Linked DNA regions of Mus musculus: region 2 is linked to region 1. The links are chromatin contacts, called in public promoter capture Hi-C maps. All regions are on one chromosome and are shown on one strand. The core of a region is the stretch at or near the end of the contact, and the rest is flanking DNA. Distances in the headings are between cores, read along the strand shown. Region 1 overlaps Irx1 (Iroquois homeobox 1). Region 2 has its middle 100 kb from the start of Mir466f-4.

Region 1 (7,456 bases), core at 3,472-5,971:
CTGCTCCTTCAGGAGAGGGGAAAGACTGATCAGGGTTCACAGAGCTCCCCCTCAGGTGAGGTTTGGAGGGTTTGTGAGATGGACTAGAAGCCAGATCCAAGACACCCCCCAGGTGCTGTGTCTGGCCCTGTCCTCCCTCTTTTTCTCTCTCCTTCCTCATTCTCTGCCTAAGTCTGAACCAAAGGACAACTGGAGCTCAGCAGGGCGTGATTCATCGGTGGCGCCCTTCTGAGCCAAGACCCGTATTACATTAATCAGTTTCACACCACTATAATGGAGATATGAATATGAATTCTCCATATTGCAGGGAGATAAATGTGCTTTTATATAATGGATCAAGAAAAGGGGGCTGGATGGGGAAGCAGGGTGACTGGGTAAGTTCCATCAGGTCAGCCAAGGGGAGCGATGTGATGCTCACCCCACAGGAGATGTGCTGGGCACTGAAGCATGGGGCCCTAGACTAGAGTCGTTTCTCACCCTTCCATGTCCTTTGTAAACTTCCAAAGAAGCTCAGAGAGAGACAGTCTGGGCAGGATACTGAATGTCCTTCTCAAAGGGAGGAAGGGTATTCTATGCAGAGGCCACCAGTTCTATGTGGAGTCCCATCCCCACACCCAGCTCCCCCCTTCCGATCTCAGAGTTGTCCCCACACTGGGGATGACACCTGGGACAAGGTGTTGCTAGAAGTGCCCTGCACAGGCAAAAACTTCCCAAGGAACATTTGTGGCTCTCATGGTAGATGTCGGTATCTCTAAGTTCTCTGAGACCATGTTTTGTTTTGTTTTGTTTTCAAAAGGTTAAGTTCCCAGCACCCAGGGCCCATCAGGGCACAACAATATATTTGTACACGTGTAGCAGCTGTAGAGGAAGATGTGAACAAACAATGCAAAACAATGCTTTGGGGCTTGATTAAAAAAAATTTTTTTTTTAACTTTTCACTGAAGAAAAGCAGTTCTGACAGAGATCTGACCTGTGTACTGTCATGGCTGATTCTCAGGAGAAGGACTCCTCCGGCTGCCCAGTTCTACCTTCTAGACTACTAGACTCCTATATTACTGGGATTCTGTCAGTGAGGCACAAGCTAGTTCAATGGCTGCACATGCTGGCAGAGCACCTCAAATGTATTTTGCAAGGGACAAAAGGAGACAGAAGGGAGGTACTTGGGCAATGACTAGATTCAGAGATGTGAAAAGAAGACCTTACCTGCCTGAGCTGAAGGAGTCCACCAGAGTTCAGCTGCAGCTTCCCACAGTCACCCAGAACAAATCTCCCAGCAGACATTTTGAAGGTCTGAGTAGCGTGCCAGCATGCCTGGCTATCCCATTCCTCATTTCAGATACAAGGCATGGTTGGTTAGGTTTCTTCAGAGATGCTGTTTCATCAGGGAACCCACTCCAGAGCCTCTGGGTTGAGGGTCCAGAGACAGGAGGCTCCACACAACTTCAACAAGGGTGTTGTAAAAGGGTACTTTTGACTTAGCAAACTTCATCAGGACAGAGAAAGCACAGCTTACAGTCCAGAGCCCACTTTTGCCTCCAAATGCCAGTGGCCTGGCAGGCCCCCAGACACACACCGCACACATGCTCACACACATGATTGATCCCAGGAACAAGCACTAAGCCTTGTCACTACAAATCCATGCTTTTGCCTAGGGAGTCCCAAAGCCTAACTGTCCCAGAGTTTCAAGGAGCCCCAGAAACATCACCAGCAGGGGTCAAGGTCCCATTCTGCTTTCGGACCATAGAGGGCGCTTCGAGCATGTCCATTCAGACCTCGGAGCTCCCACCAGCTTAGCAGAGGGCGTCTATGGGACCCAAGTCTACCTAGCTGGACTGCCCAACTCCTTAGCTGCTTTGCGAACTGACTCGTGACCCCACGTGTGGTACACTTTCTTGCCTTGGCAGCATCTGCGAATCTCTCTCTCTCTCTCACTCTCTCTCTCCAGTCTGGAGGTTCAGAAATCCAATCCTTACTCAACCTGAGACAAGAGTGGGAAGAATTGAGAAGAGGGAGCATGCCCTGAGTGCAGTGTGGCCCCAGCAGTGCACGGGGTGCCTGCTGGTCCTTGATGCTAGCAAGTAGCGGTGGTCAAAGGCACATGGTCTTCCCCTGGGTGTGCAGGGGGGCGCGCGCGCACACACACACACACACACACTCCACACACCAACACCATGACTCTTATGGGCAGCCCGGGGAGAGAGCAAGTTTCCTGGCAGCTGGGAAGAGCGGAGCCTAAACTGGGGAGAGACTGCCCAACTTTGTCCCCATTTAGCTTGTTTTCCCCACAGTTTACATCGTCTTAGGAAGTTTTACTATTTGCTTGCGCAGTCCTCATGAATCCCAATCCGGTAGCCATCATAGTCCTAAAAGTCCTGGCTCTGGTTTGGCGGAGTCTTCCGCTCTGCTGAAAAGTGCGCAGGCGACTGGCTGGTAAGCCGCAAAGGAGTGGTGGGACTCCTAACTCTCCACTGTGGTTTTCAAAACTGCTTGCTGGCCGGTGCGGTACCGAGCTATCGCCTTCCCTCATTGTTGCTACAGTGCTCCTCAGCCTTCTCCGGCAAGACTGAGGGACTATTAGTTCAGGCTTCTTCAGCTGATGTACGCACAGTCGCAGATCGTCCTACCCGGGTTTAAAGATGCGCCCTAGGCAACCCCTTCACTACAATCACCACTCACTCCCCACCCCGTAGCGCACCTTTTCTCTGAAGCCACTTCTGAATCTTGAATCGCAAACCCAGGGAACCCCGGAACTCGGAACCAAACCCTATGTCGCTCATCTATATGAGAATATTTTTTAAAGAACCTTCCGTTTTCTCCTCTTTACACTTAAACAACTGACTAAGCACACTGTGAGCAATATTTCATACTCCATTACGTCCACGCTCTGACTAGAAAACGACCCTCCTCTAAAACGCATCGCTCACACAACTAGTGAGTAATTGATTTCGAGCCCGAAGTTCCCCTTTGGGAGTGTGATTGAAAATTCTCTTCATTTCCCCCCATTTTGATCCACTTTAAAACATCGGTTTTGTAAACTGTCTAAAATTGAACGCATTTATGTACTTAAAAAGGCTGCTCCAGATAAACGCTTGTCTAAGCGTGGCAAAGATTTACACTGCCAACAAGAAGCTGGCCTAGGAGCAAAACGAACAAATTCAACCACTACCATCACGGACTGTGCGCCTGACACTCGGTGGAAACACTGTTCCAAGACCCTTCTCCCAAAAGAGTCTGGCGAAACCATAGCCCCTGAACTGTGCCCAGGATTTCAAGATCGCAAACATCATGGCCTCCCCCAAAACGCAGGAGGACAGGGACAAACAGCTGTAGCCGCGTGGACATCGTTTCATTTAGTTTATTAGACAAAAATATATGATTTAAACAAGTTCGCTGACGCGCTATTTACAATCTGAAATCACGCTATATACAGAAAGGGGAAAAAAGAAACAAAGAAGACACAAACACAGAAGTGGGAGGGGGGCATTTACCGAATCGGATAATCAATCCGAGCGGCAGGCTGAGCCTTACTCCCCCCTTCCCAAGCGCTTAGGCAGGATGAGCCCCTTTCTGCAGAGAGCGATGTGTGAGAATCACTGACGCTGCCGTCACGTTTGTCCTTTACACAAGTCTCAAATATTTGTCTTAATTCTTCCCTCGTCTCCTCCCCCCCAACCCCTCCCCCTCCCCTCCCCCCGCAAAAGTAAAAGATGACCCCCCTTAATCAGGCAGACGGGAGGGCTGCGAGGATCCGAGGCGTTCCCTCCTGCGGGGCCAGCGAGCTGTATGAGAAACAGCAAGAAGACACCAGCAATGAGTAAACAGATCCAGCGCCACCGAGCCCCAGCCTCTTCGGGCAGAGCCCGGGCTAGAGCTAGACCGCCTCCCAACAGTCTCCCTGCTCCAGAGAACTGGAGCAAGCTAGGCGGGTAGTGCTCTCCAATTAGGACTTTAGGACCCTCACCGCTACTTCCATCCCGCCCCAGGGCAAAAGCTAAAAAGCACTCACTTGTCGCGCACCGGCTGGAAGGGCGACTTTAACTGTTGTGGGGGCGAATCCGGTCTGGTGACTAGGTCTCTCTCTGCAAGGAAAGAGATTTGCAAGATTAGGAAAAGGGTTAGGTAGTGGGGTGTTCAGGTTGGAAGGGTTTCTATGCCCAGATTCATATTTCCTGTGACCAATGTCTACCCTTATACCTCCGTGGAACAAGCCCTTGGATACAGCTCAGTGCCTCGGTGAGACCTAGGCCTAGCTACTACATTAAGCCTCCCCTACCCACCACCACTATCACTCACTCATCTCTAGGTCTCTGTATGTCCCAGACCAAATAAGTAGATGCGACCTTTTGGCTCGGTACCTGGAAGTGCAGGACTGCTGCGTGCGGAGGCCTTCTCACCATGGAGCACCCCGGTGGCAACCTGGACTGGCGGCTGTGGAGGTGGTGGTGCTGTCAGGTGTGGGCCGTGAGGTGCTGCATGCGGCGCGCTGACGCCCAGGAAAGATCGCATGTTCAGCAGCGAGCCCTGTGCTAGGAACGCGCCGTTGGTCCAGTTGGAAAACTTGCCTATGTGACAGGTGTACAGTCCGTGGCTGGGTAGAAAGGCCGGGTGTTGCAGGGGTGAGCCGCTGGGCGGCCCGTGTGCGCTGGCGTGGCTTGAGGGTGGCGGTGGAGACGCCTTAGGCGCACCATCGGGGCTAGTGGCTGTCTCAGCCAGAGACCAGATCTTGGGCTTGCTGTGCGGCGCGCCCTGCAGGCCGACCGCCGCGGCGCCAGGACTCAGCAGGCGTGTGCTGCCGGGCTCTGAGACCTCCTTAACCAGGCCCAAGGGCGAATCTTGAGACTTGAGTGTCTCAGCAGCCGACAATGGGGAGCTCTGGTCCCGAGCTGAGGCGGGAGGGGCTACGCGCGCCCTAGGAGCCTCCGCCTTGTCCTCTTCGTCTTCGTTGCTCTGGTCGCCATCACGCTCGTCGATCTGATCGATGTCAATGCTCTCCAGGTCGATCTCCTCGTCGTCCTCGGCCTTCTCGGGGTCGCCCTCGGTGTCGCTGCCAAAGAGGGCGCCGTCTTCCTGGTCCTTGCTGCGCGCCCCCCAAGTCACCTTGTTCTCCTTCTTGAGGCGCCGGCGCGCATTGGCGAACCAGGTGGAGACCTGTGTGAGGGTCATCTTGGTGATAATGGCCAGCATAATCTTCTCTCCTTTGGTGGGGTACGGGTTCTTGCGGTGTTCGTTGAGCCAGGCTTTCAGCGTGCTGGTGCTCTCCCGCGTGGCGTTCTTGGGCCGTCCGGGATCCCCGTATTGAAACTGACCATAGGGATAATAAGCAGGCGTTGTGTGGGCTGCGAAGGTCGCTGGGTGCACCCCGGGGTTGTCCTTCAGTTCATACTGAGAGCCCTGAAGCAACCGTAGAGCAAGAGAGAAGAGAGAAAGAAGTAGAGAGAGAAAAGAAATGGGGAGAGATGAGTTTCAGGAAGCTAGGAAAGGAAGACCCGTGCTGCTGTGGACCCTGGGGGCACTTGATTCACCAGCTCAGAAAAGGAAAACGCGCGCGCGTGCTCACACACACACACACACACCACTACTTGGAGAGTCAAGGCAGCTGGAGTCTTAAACTGGATTGAAGGCATTGGGTCTCCACTAAACAGATTTTTAAAAAACTGTTGTTCACTCTAGAAAAACTTCTAGAAGCCTTGGATTTTTAGAACTCAGCGCAAGCCCTGCCCCTCCCCCTTCCCGAGTCTTCCCAGAACCCTTGGTTCCCCACACCACCCCTTCCCAAAATTCAAATTTTCAAGTTCAGCTTACACTAGCTGGAGGGGGAAAACCTTTTCTGTAGACTGATGAAACAGTTTCTCCAAAGTGAAGCACTCAGAATTCAAGGCCCCTCCTTCTCACCCTGAAGGACTCAATCAAAATAAACCATCCAGGGCACTCTTCAGTCTAAATTCACCACCAATTTAAAATGAAAGCAGAGCCCTCTTTTTGCCTCTCAAATTAATCTGCATATAATGGCTCACTCACACTTAGAGGTCTGTAGCGGTGACAGGTAATTTAAAATTTAATCCTGGCCATCCTCAGTAACAATGACAAAACACATTTTTTTTTTAAATACAAAAGAAGAGCTTATCCAGTAAAATATTAACGTCAGGCCCTGGAGCCACAGGCTGAAGCTCAGGGGAACCGGTTCAGTTTCCTGGGCCTCTTCTTGGTTACTTTATCTCTTAAGTTTGACTTTGATCTGCAGCCGAGCAAACAGAAACTGTTTGCAGGCATTTAGAGGCCATGATTTATTTGCAATCAATATTCTTTTTATCATCAGTAGTAAAACACAGCAAGTCAAATTATCCCATCAGGTTTTTGGTAAATAACATTTTATCTTTCTAACAGCCTCGTTAGGCCTCATTATTACCATAAATTGCCCAGACAGACATTCACTCACAATTTTATCTTTTGGGTTCCAAATACTGGATCATAAAAGATTGGAAAGCTAGGCCTCAGCTGAGGGTTTGGATTTAGGCTTACTTTCCAAGAACCCGGTAGGAGACCTGGAGGTAACACAAACACCTTAGGGGACGAATTTTATTTTCCTTTTAGTTTAAAGAGAAAACAAAATTAAACAACAACAAAAACCTCCTGTGGACCTTCCCTACCTCACTACAATGGGAGCAGACCCCTCCCCCACAAGCACACAGGCAGGATTCCCAAATGGCTCACATCTGTATTCAAATTTTTAGTTAAAAAAATCCTCGCGAAAATAATAACTAAATCACCCTCCATCTTCAATTTTTAAAAGGATACAGTTACCAGGTTAGCAAAAAAAAAAAAAAAAAAAAAAAAAAAAGAAGTCGGAACCCTAAAAAAGTTACTAAAAGCTTATTTCTTTGGCTAATTAGTTTAGCGATCGAGGCCGCGCCTAAGAGGCTTCTTTGGCCCGAATTCGTTTGTGCCTCGCCATTGTAAAATGTACATTTCGTTTTTCAAGATTATTTTAGTTGTAATCGTAAAGTAGAAATTCGGCCTCGTCTCTGCTGGGAATTGTTTTTGAAAGGGCACCTTGTAAATCTCTCATCGCTCCCGGGGCATATTGGCTGTCCGAACAAAATGGGGGTTGATCTTCCTGGTTGGGAAGCATCCGAAAGGCAACTGGCTGGCCGGACCACTGAGAAATAGGCTTTCTTTCTAAACTACAAGAAAAGTTCGGAAAATCGCGCTAGCCGCTTTGCTTCTGCACAGTTGGAGGCCAACCTTTTAAAGGAGTCTGGTCTGGTCTGTTTTGCCAGAGACTGGATAATTCAGGGTTCTTGGAAATTGCTCTATCCAGAAGATAGCAGGGCAGCAGGGGGCTGCCTTCCAAAAACCAGTGCCCGCCTCGCAATTTGCTAGCGGCCTCAAGTTTAAGCAGCCCGACCTTTCCGTTAAACCAAGGAAAAGTGATCATTCGGAAGGACAGACAGGCCAA
Region 2 (7,456 bases), core at 3,178-5,677, 750 kb before region 1:
TAGTTGCTTAGGTAACTCTTTACTCCCTGGATACAACGTTCTGTGATTCCTGCCCTCATGCTGGCCCACAGGGTTTGAAGAAAGAATCACCTTATTTACTCTGAGATCTACTCCAGGTCCTCATTCTTTTTCCATAAAGGGAGAAGGTAACACTCACACAAGAGCTACTGCCAAGAAGTAGCTCTCCTGTCTCAAACATAGATTCACTCCCTTACAATCGCATAAAACCCATTTTCTTTTCTTTCTTTATTTTCTTTCTTTTTGGGGGGTATTATGCTTGCAGCTTTCTCTTTACCATTTGGAAGAAGGCTTTCGGGTGGCAAGAAAGGAATATTTTCTGCTTTGTTGTTTGTTTGTTTGTTTGTTTGGTTAGTTTGGTTTGGTTGTTTGTTTCAGGGATTTGAGTCAGTCTTTCTTTCTCTCTCTCTCTTCCTTCCTTTCTTTCTCTCTCTCTCTTCCTTTCTCTCTCTCTCTCTCTCTCTCTCTCTCTCTCTCTCTCTCTCTCTCTCTCTCTCCCCCCCCTCTCTCTCTCTCTTTCTCCTTTCTTGATGGAAAATATTTCTCAGTTGATCAGTGAATAGAAACTCCTCTGTCATCTAGTTTCCAAAGTTTTAACTCTGCTCCCAGGTCTGACAAACCATGCTTAAGATTGAAGCATCCACGGCTGAGCCCTTGCTCCTATCACAACAGATTTGAGCTGGAAAGGAACTGGCTTAATTTACTCAGTAGTGGGGCCAACCTCCTTTGCTGCTGCAGCAAAATATACTTGATTGCAACTTCTGTTTTAACCTCTGTTCATTGGAATTGTCTCATTGGGGTTTCTGAGGGAGAATTAGAGAGACAAGCAGAGAACAAACTCACTTCATTGCTCCTGGATTTTGTCACACCCTTGAACAGAGTGCTCCCCTGCTCTAGCACAATCAGGCCACACTTCTGTAAGAACAATGGGAAAGCATTAACTTGCAGTGCTAGGTTAAGTAAGTACCCCTCTTGCTCAGTTCATTAGCAAAGGTTGTATAAGTCTTGAGTGTATATGTCTGTTGTGAGCATGTCTTTTGAAAGAAAAAAAAAAGAAGAATATGACTTTGGGCATTAACACGTGGTGTTACTCATACCACATAACCAGTTCAGTTTTAACAGATCATGACTGATGGATGGGACTCCCACCAAACACACTGTGAAGCAGAGGGAGGAGTTCAGGGTCCCCAAGGCATCACTTTGAAGGTTTTTCTTGCATAAGGATGCGAACATCTGATGCTCTTTAAGTTACTCAGAGAGATTACACAAGAGTAAAGAACCCCTCCCCCAGAGAAGCAGAATGGAACAGCCATGTTCACTGCAGGTCTCGCCTTTACTTTAGATATTCCTGAGAACCACTGGGATAACCTCAGTGGTCATACAAGATATGTGAGTTTTATACATCCAGACCCCTGTGGGGAATTCTCCTGTGTCCTGATTCTTTTACATTGCAACTATGTGTGCTTACTTGTGCCTGGTCCCTCTCATCCTTTATATTGTAACGATGTGTGTTTGCATGTCCATGCATCCCTCATCTTTTACAATGTAACTATGTGTGTCTGCATGAGCACAGGCATACACTTTGCATCTCTGGCCTCCTAATTGCCCCCCTTTACTGCACAGCTCTCCTGCGGTACTAGCCCATGTAGACATCTGGCTTGGCAAGATGGCTTATCCCAAGGTGAATTAGGCTCAAGTACTTTTCACAATCACCCTACCATGTTGAGTACTTAGTCAAGTGAGAAAAAGAGGCACATCTCTCCTCTAAAATTTCTGTGTAAATTCAGTGGGCAGTCTTCTCCCTCGACACTGTTTACTCGCTACCCTCATGCTGTGCTCTCTCTCAGTCTACATCATACCCAGTCCTTTGCAGTCTCAGGCAGGGATCTTTCTCCTGGGTACTGGTGTCTTGAGGATCATGTTTGGTTTGGGACCAGGGACAAACGACTGGGGCACATATTTTACATATCAAAGGAGACCTGACCTCTGAGTTCTCCCAGCATCCCTCAGTCCTTACCAGGCATATCATGCCCCTAACCCTGAAATTTCCAGCCCAGGGACGGGATGGAAGGATCTATCTATCTATCTATCTATCTATCTATCTATCTATCTATCTATCCCCTTTTCTCTCTCCCCCCATCTCTCTCTATAGTGACTCCCTTGGCCTCAATCTTTGGGGACAGTGAACTCACTCCAGAGCAACTTCCCAGCAAATCTGCCTTTAATAGAATCTAACCTGGCTTGAGTTGACTCATTTCACTGGCAATGAAGAAATAACCTATCAGGTCTAATTTCTGGGTCTAACACTGGCAGGGGGCATGAATTTGTTCTCGCAGAGGACTAATCAGGAAGATCATCACTTGGATGTCAGTCCCTGAAAGCCTATTCCAAGTTGGGCTACAGCAATCTCCAAGTCTTAACAACCAAGCCGTCAATTTTGTGAATTCACTCTATGCTCTTGGTCTTATCCTTTGCATTACCCTTTGTCTTAGGCTTGACCCTTTTTATTACACAGTGATATTTAGACAATAGGACCTGGGTGCTAGTGTGCTTTCTGCTGCTGGGTAGCCAGCGAGTGCGTAGCCCCTCATCTATTTTCAGAGGTCATGTGTGAGCTCACACTCAAGGCCGCAAACAGTAAGTAGACATAGGTTTCTAGATATGGTGGTTCAGGTTGGCACTGACCCCTATCTTTTCATGTGGCTTCTCCATTAAAGACATGCAACCCCCATCCTCACCAGCAATCTTGAACAAGCAGCTGAGTGAATTCTCCATTTGTCTTTCAAGCACTAGATCCTTGACTAAAGCCCCTAGCATGCCAAAGCATCATTGTTGGATTATATTGAAGTTCTTAATTATAAAAATGACTTGGTTAGCGTTAGCACTCTTGTGTTCTGTAGGAGGCATTTCCAGGCCCCATTCTCTACCACAGACTTAATATAAGAAGCATTAAATATGAGTCTCTTCTGTAGAATGCTATAAACCCGTGTTTGAGACTGAAAATACAAATATTTTTATATCTTCATTTTATAAGACTTATATAATTTTAAAATTTTGACCCTCCCAGCTGGAAAATGTTTATGCATACAAAACCCTGACACATTCTCTGTGGGAAGTGGTCAACTTCTCACCCCTCCATTTCCCATGCGCCAATTCTTTTCAGACTGCCCAATAGAACAAGACAGTGAGGTTACACCACAGCCAATGGGGAAAGACACAGTCACTACCTGAGTTATGCCTTCTGTCTGTATGCTTTTGTCTTTTGAGCACACTTCTTTGACCAAGAATAAAGTTTACCTTGTTCAGAAACTTCAGTTAGATCTGGAGTGGTAGTCTCTTTCTTTACAAACCCAAACTTGTTTCTAACATTTAACCAGGTATTTTCTGACCTCAGGTTTTCCTGATCTGGTGTTTAGCTCTCTGCTCAGTGTTGCTGTGTGTGAAGGTACAGTGAGCAGAAGCCAGAAGCTTCTCGTGTAGAATTTCTACAAGGTAGGGTCCCAGACAGGGCTGCCCTCCAAGGGGCCTTCCTCTCCTCTTGGTTGTGAGTCTCTCAGGAAGAGTAGCTACTCCCCCTGAAGTGTCCCACGTGCACCTGTGCTCCCTGACTGTCAGAGCTCAGGGAGTTTTGGGAGAGGTGGGGGAAATGTAGAATTTTCTTCTCGAGTCCCTGGACTTAGCTTGCTCAGCTCTGCTTTCATTTATTTAGTTTTTAATTCAGCCCTTTGAAGAGTGTAGCAACTTTGGTTTCATTCTTTTTTTTTTTTCTCCTACATCCACAGTTTTTATTTTCTTTTCCAAGATATATATAAAAATAAAAATATATGTATATATAATTTATATATTATATATGCATATATATACACACATATACACATACACATATATGTGTGAGTGTGTGTGTGTATAAACACTGGTGATCCACCTTTTGCTTTCTCTCTTCCTCTGAGTCACACTTTCTCCAACAGCCGCCTCCTTCGTATTCTGACTCTCTTTTGTTGAGGGGATATATATATATATATATATATATATATATAGAGAGAGAGAGAGAGAGAGAGAGAGAACGCTGTTTTCATGCACACCAGAAGAGGTCATCAGATTCTATTCCAGATGCTTGTAAGCCACCATGTGGTTGCTGGGAATTAAACTCAGGACCTCTGGAAGATCAGCCAGCATTTTTAAACTCTGACCCATCTCTCTAGCCCTGCATCCAGACTTTTTAAATGGATAGGTTGCAAACATCCACTGAAGTCTCCTCTACCTTCGCCCCCTCCAGCTCCTCTGGGGAGGTTTCTATTTGTCAACTGTTAAGTCTTACCTCGGTTTGCTTCAGCGGCACTGGTGATCCACACTTTGCTTTCTCTCTTCCTCTGAGTCACACTTTCCCCAGCAGCCGCCTCCTTCACATTCTCCCTCTCTTTTGTTAAGGATTGAGTTGTGTTTTATCATCTAATCCTTTCCAAATACTGTGTACCTTTCTACATGATGGCAACTGCCGACAAGGCCAGGGAGATGAGAGAGCTGGGAGCCACATCTGAAAGGGTTGCACAATCTGTTGTGTCAACAGAGGAGTGAGGCTAGGACTTGCTTCATTTAGGGATGAACGCACCTCTGTTGTGTTTCTAAGAGAAAGAGAGAGGGCAGAGGCCTGTGAGCATTGTCTGCCTGTCAATCACATTTGCCTGGGGGTTGAGGGGGGGTGGGAAGATTAAAGGAGAGTAGTCTAAAGGGAGAGGCACAAAAAAAAGAAAGCTACGCATAGCTCCAAATACCACACACTTTCTATCACACAGTGGGATAATTACAGCTGCAGTGTCCACTCATTGGAGGAATGTGACTCAAGCTAAGGCACCTGCATTTCTGGCTTCCATCTAGGCTGCACAAGTCTGTCTGGCTGTTGTCTGTTCCTTCCTTCCTTCCTTCCTTCCTTCCTTCCTTCCTTCCTTCCTTCTCATTTTCTTTTTTTCTTTCTTTTGAATACTGTACAACCTTTAAAGAAAAATATATTCAGGGATTTTCTTCGCCTTGCTTGCTCAGTGAGCTACTCATTTGCATCAGCTTGTCAAGAGTTATGACATTTAATGTTATTAATGTCACTTCCATTATTCCAGGGGATCTCAGCTGCCTTCACCTACACAGTGTAAGTGTTTCTGATTACATGACCATAACTAGAGACCCCAAGGAGATGAGAAGCAAACACAAAGCTTCGTGCTGAGGGGAGGCCAGCCTGAGAGCACCCTGTGTCATTCACCACCACGAGTCTGAAAATATATTCACTCAGATGTCAGAGGCATTGCACGCATGCAGGCATTTCCAGGAAAACACACACAGACACACACACACAGACACACACACAGAGACAACACAACATATACACAGGCACACACTTGCTTATTTCTTTATTATAGGAATTCAGTGTAATTTAACAAAGAATGGCAGTCAACACACTATGTCCATATGTTTTTTAAAAAGATAAATTTACTTCAAGGAATGAACAGTAGGTCCAAAGATGGTCAGAAATCTGTAGTCAGGAGGGGTGAATCCTAAGGCACAGCACCCATCACTTTCTAGAGTTAATGATGAAAATGGAAACTACTGATTTCAACAGTGACAGTCATGTGTCAGTCATAAAAATTTATTATTTGACATGCAAAATTGTAACACAATCAGAATGGTTGCTGTTAGCTTAACTAGGGAAACATGAATAATTTTAATGTAATTATATTTTATATTTGGAAGAACTTAAAACTGAACAAGATTCGAATAAAGCCAAATCTTTTAAAAATGTATCAGACCTAAAATTCTATACTGTGCACACAAGTGCCTGAAGTAATATTATTCTAAACACTTACAAAAATGTAAAAGTAACTTAGTAAACTACCTGAACTCAGTAGTGTATTTCTGTCAGTCTTTTAATATTTAATTGTATTTATCTCTCACCATCTTTACCTGTCTCTATACTGAGGTATCCAGAGATCAATAGATCAATGGGAAAATGGAGAAAAGAAATGCTTGGTACACACTTGCCAACACATACGTAATACCAATATATGCCCAGGGTGTCAACCGAGCATCAGGCCCATACACAGATAGTGTGATGTCAGGGACTTAACACTCAGCTCTGTAAGGTGGCTGTCAGGTGGCCCTGCCCTTACTGTAGCCTCACTAAGTCTCTGCTGAGATGGTGACTGCTTTCATCTTTGGTATTTAATATCAATGCAATGTCTCAGTCAACCATTTTACTGAAAAGTTGCAAAACTACATTTAACTTCATCCCTCCCTTCTAAACTCATGAATTGGCTTCTCATGAAAAGAACAGCTTCATTTACCTAGTCAACTGAATTATCTAAATTTTCATTGAACACTTTCCATGTTTGTGTGTGTGGGGGGGGTGTGTGTGGGGAGGTGTGTATGTATGCATTGTGTATGTCTGGAGGACAGAAGAGGTCATCAGATACCTGGAACTGAAGTAGTGGGTAGTTGTGAGCTACTGTGGGTGCTAAGAACTGAGCCTGCATCCTCTGCAAGAGCAGCAAGTGCTCTTAACAGCTGAGCCATCTCTCTGCCCACAACCACACAACAATTTAAGGAAGGAAGGACTCAGAATGGGAGCTGACACAGAAGTCACCTGCAGTGCTGAGCCAGGTGTGCGCTCTTTGTTCGTTTTCTCCTCTCATTCACTGAGGGACCACTGCTTTGCTTTTCAGTTCTCAGTCACACCATGTGACTGTACCCACCATTTCTATTCCCTGGGAGCCTCTGCCTGCTTCATGCATGTGGTCCCCAAGACACATACTTGCATCCATTTATCTTCACAGCTTGGACTTGTCTAACTGCACAGTTGGGGTTGGATTTAGCCTGAAGTAACAGGGATTGTGCCTAGGCCACTGCGTGCTAAGAAAGGCTGCAGGGAGGGCCCTGAGTGGATGTGTGGGGTACCTGCTACATACCCTTTCCCCAAAATGAGCTGGGTGGCAGGTACATGGGTTTTAAAAGTAAATTATCAAACCCTATATCCCAAAGTTTGTCATTAGAAGGGATTTTTTTTAACTTTGGCTGTCTCTTTTTATCTGTTTTGTCTAACATCTCTGTTATGGATTCAGCATTTGCTTATTTACCCTGTGCAGAATGCTCGTGAGAGTCAGACTCAGGGTACCATCATCACTAAAGGCTACTGACCTGATGTGGTGGCACAGGTCTCTCTGTAATCCCAGCATTCTGGAGACTGAGGGAGGAAGATCAGTTCAAAACCAGCCTCAGCTCCTCCATTGGGAGCCCTGTGACCCATCCAATAGCTGACTGTGAGCATCCACTTCTGTGTTTGCTAGGCCCCGGCACAGTCTCACAAGAGACAGCTATATCAGGGTCCTTTCAGCAAAATCTTGTTAGTGTATGCAAGGTGTCAGCGTTTGGAAGCTGATTATGGGATGGATTCCCG

Evidence for each region. Capture Hi-C pulls out chosen DNA fragments and counts their contacts.
Region 2: a promoter capture Hi-C map of adipose tissue shows a contact between it and region 1, with 4 times the contacts expected there. The contact joins two enhancer-like sites. A contact is called at or near these places in 1 of 39 promoter capture datasets (cranial neural crest), 2 of 115 datasets of contacts at active chromatin or transcription factors (embryonic forebrain and embryonic midbrain) and 2 of 9 other capture datasets (adipose tissue and liver).

Annotation. Positions count from the first base shown.
Region 1 is chr13:71,954,895-71,962,350 of GRCm38.p6, forward strand. Irx1 (Iroquois homeobox 1) reads right to left here. Exons shown (of 4, transcript NM_010573.2): 2 at 4,356-5,391; 3 at 4,007-4,079; 4 at 3,338-3,779. The coding sequence ends at 3,722. Among named protein-coding and RNA genes, the nearest start is that of Irx1, 5.1 kb to the right of the region's middle. Within about 2 kb of position 4,722, at least 28 of the 459 cell types and tissues checked have an H3K27ac peak or open chromatin away from gene starts, as enhancers often do.
Region 2 is chr13:71,206,379-71,213,834 of GRCm38.p6, forward strand. No RefSeq gene overlaps it. Among named protein-coding and RNA genes, the nearest start is that of Mir466f-4, 100 kb to the left of the region's middle. Within about 2 kb of position 4,428, at least 11 of the 459 cell types and tissues checked have an H3K27ac peak or open chromatin away from gene starts, as enhancers often do.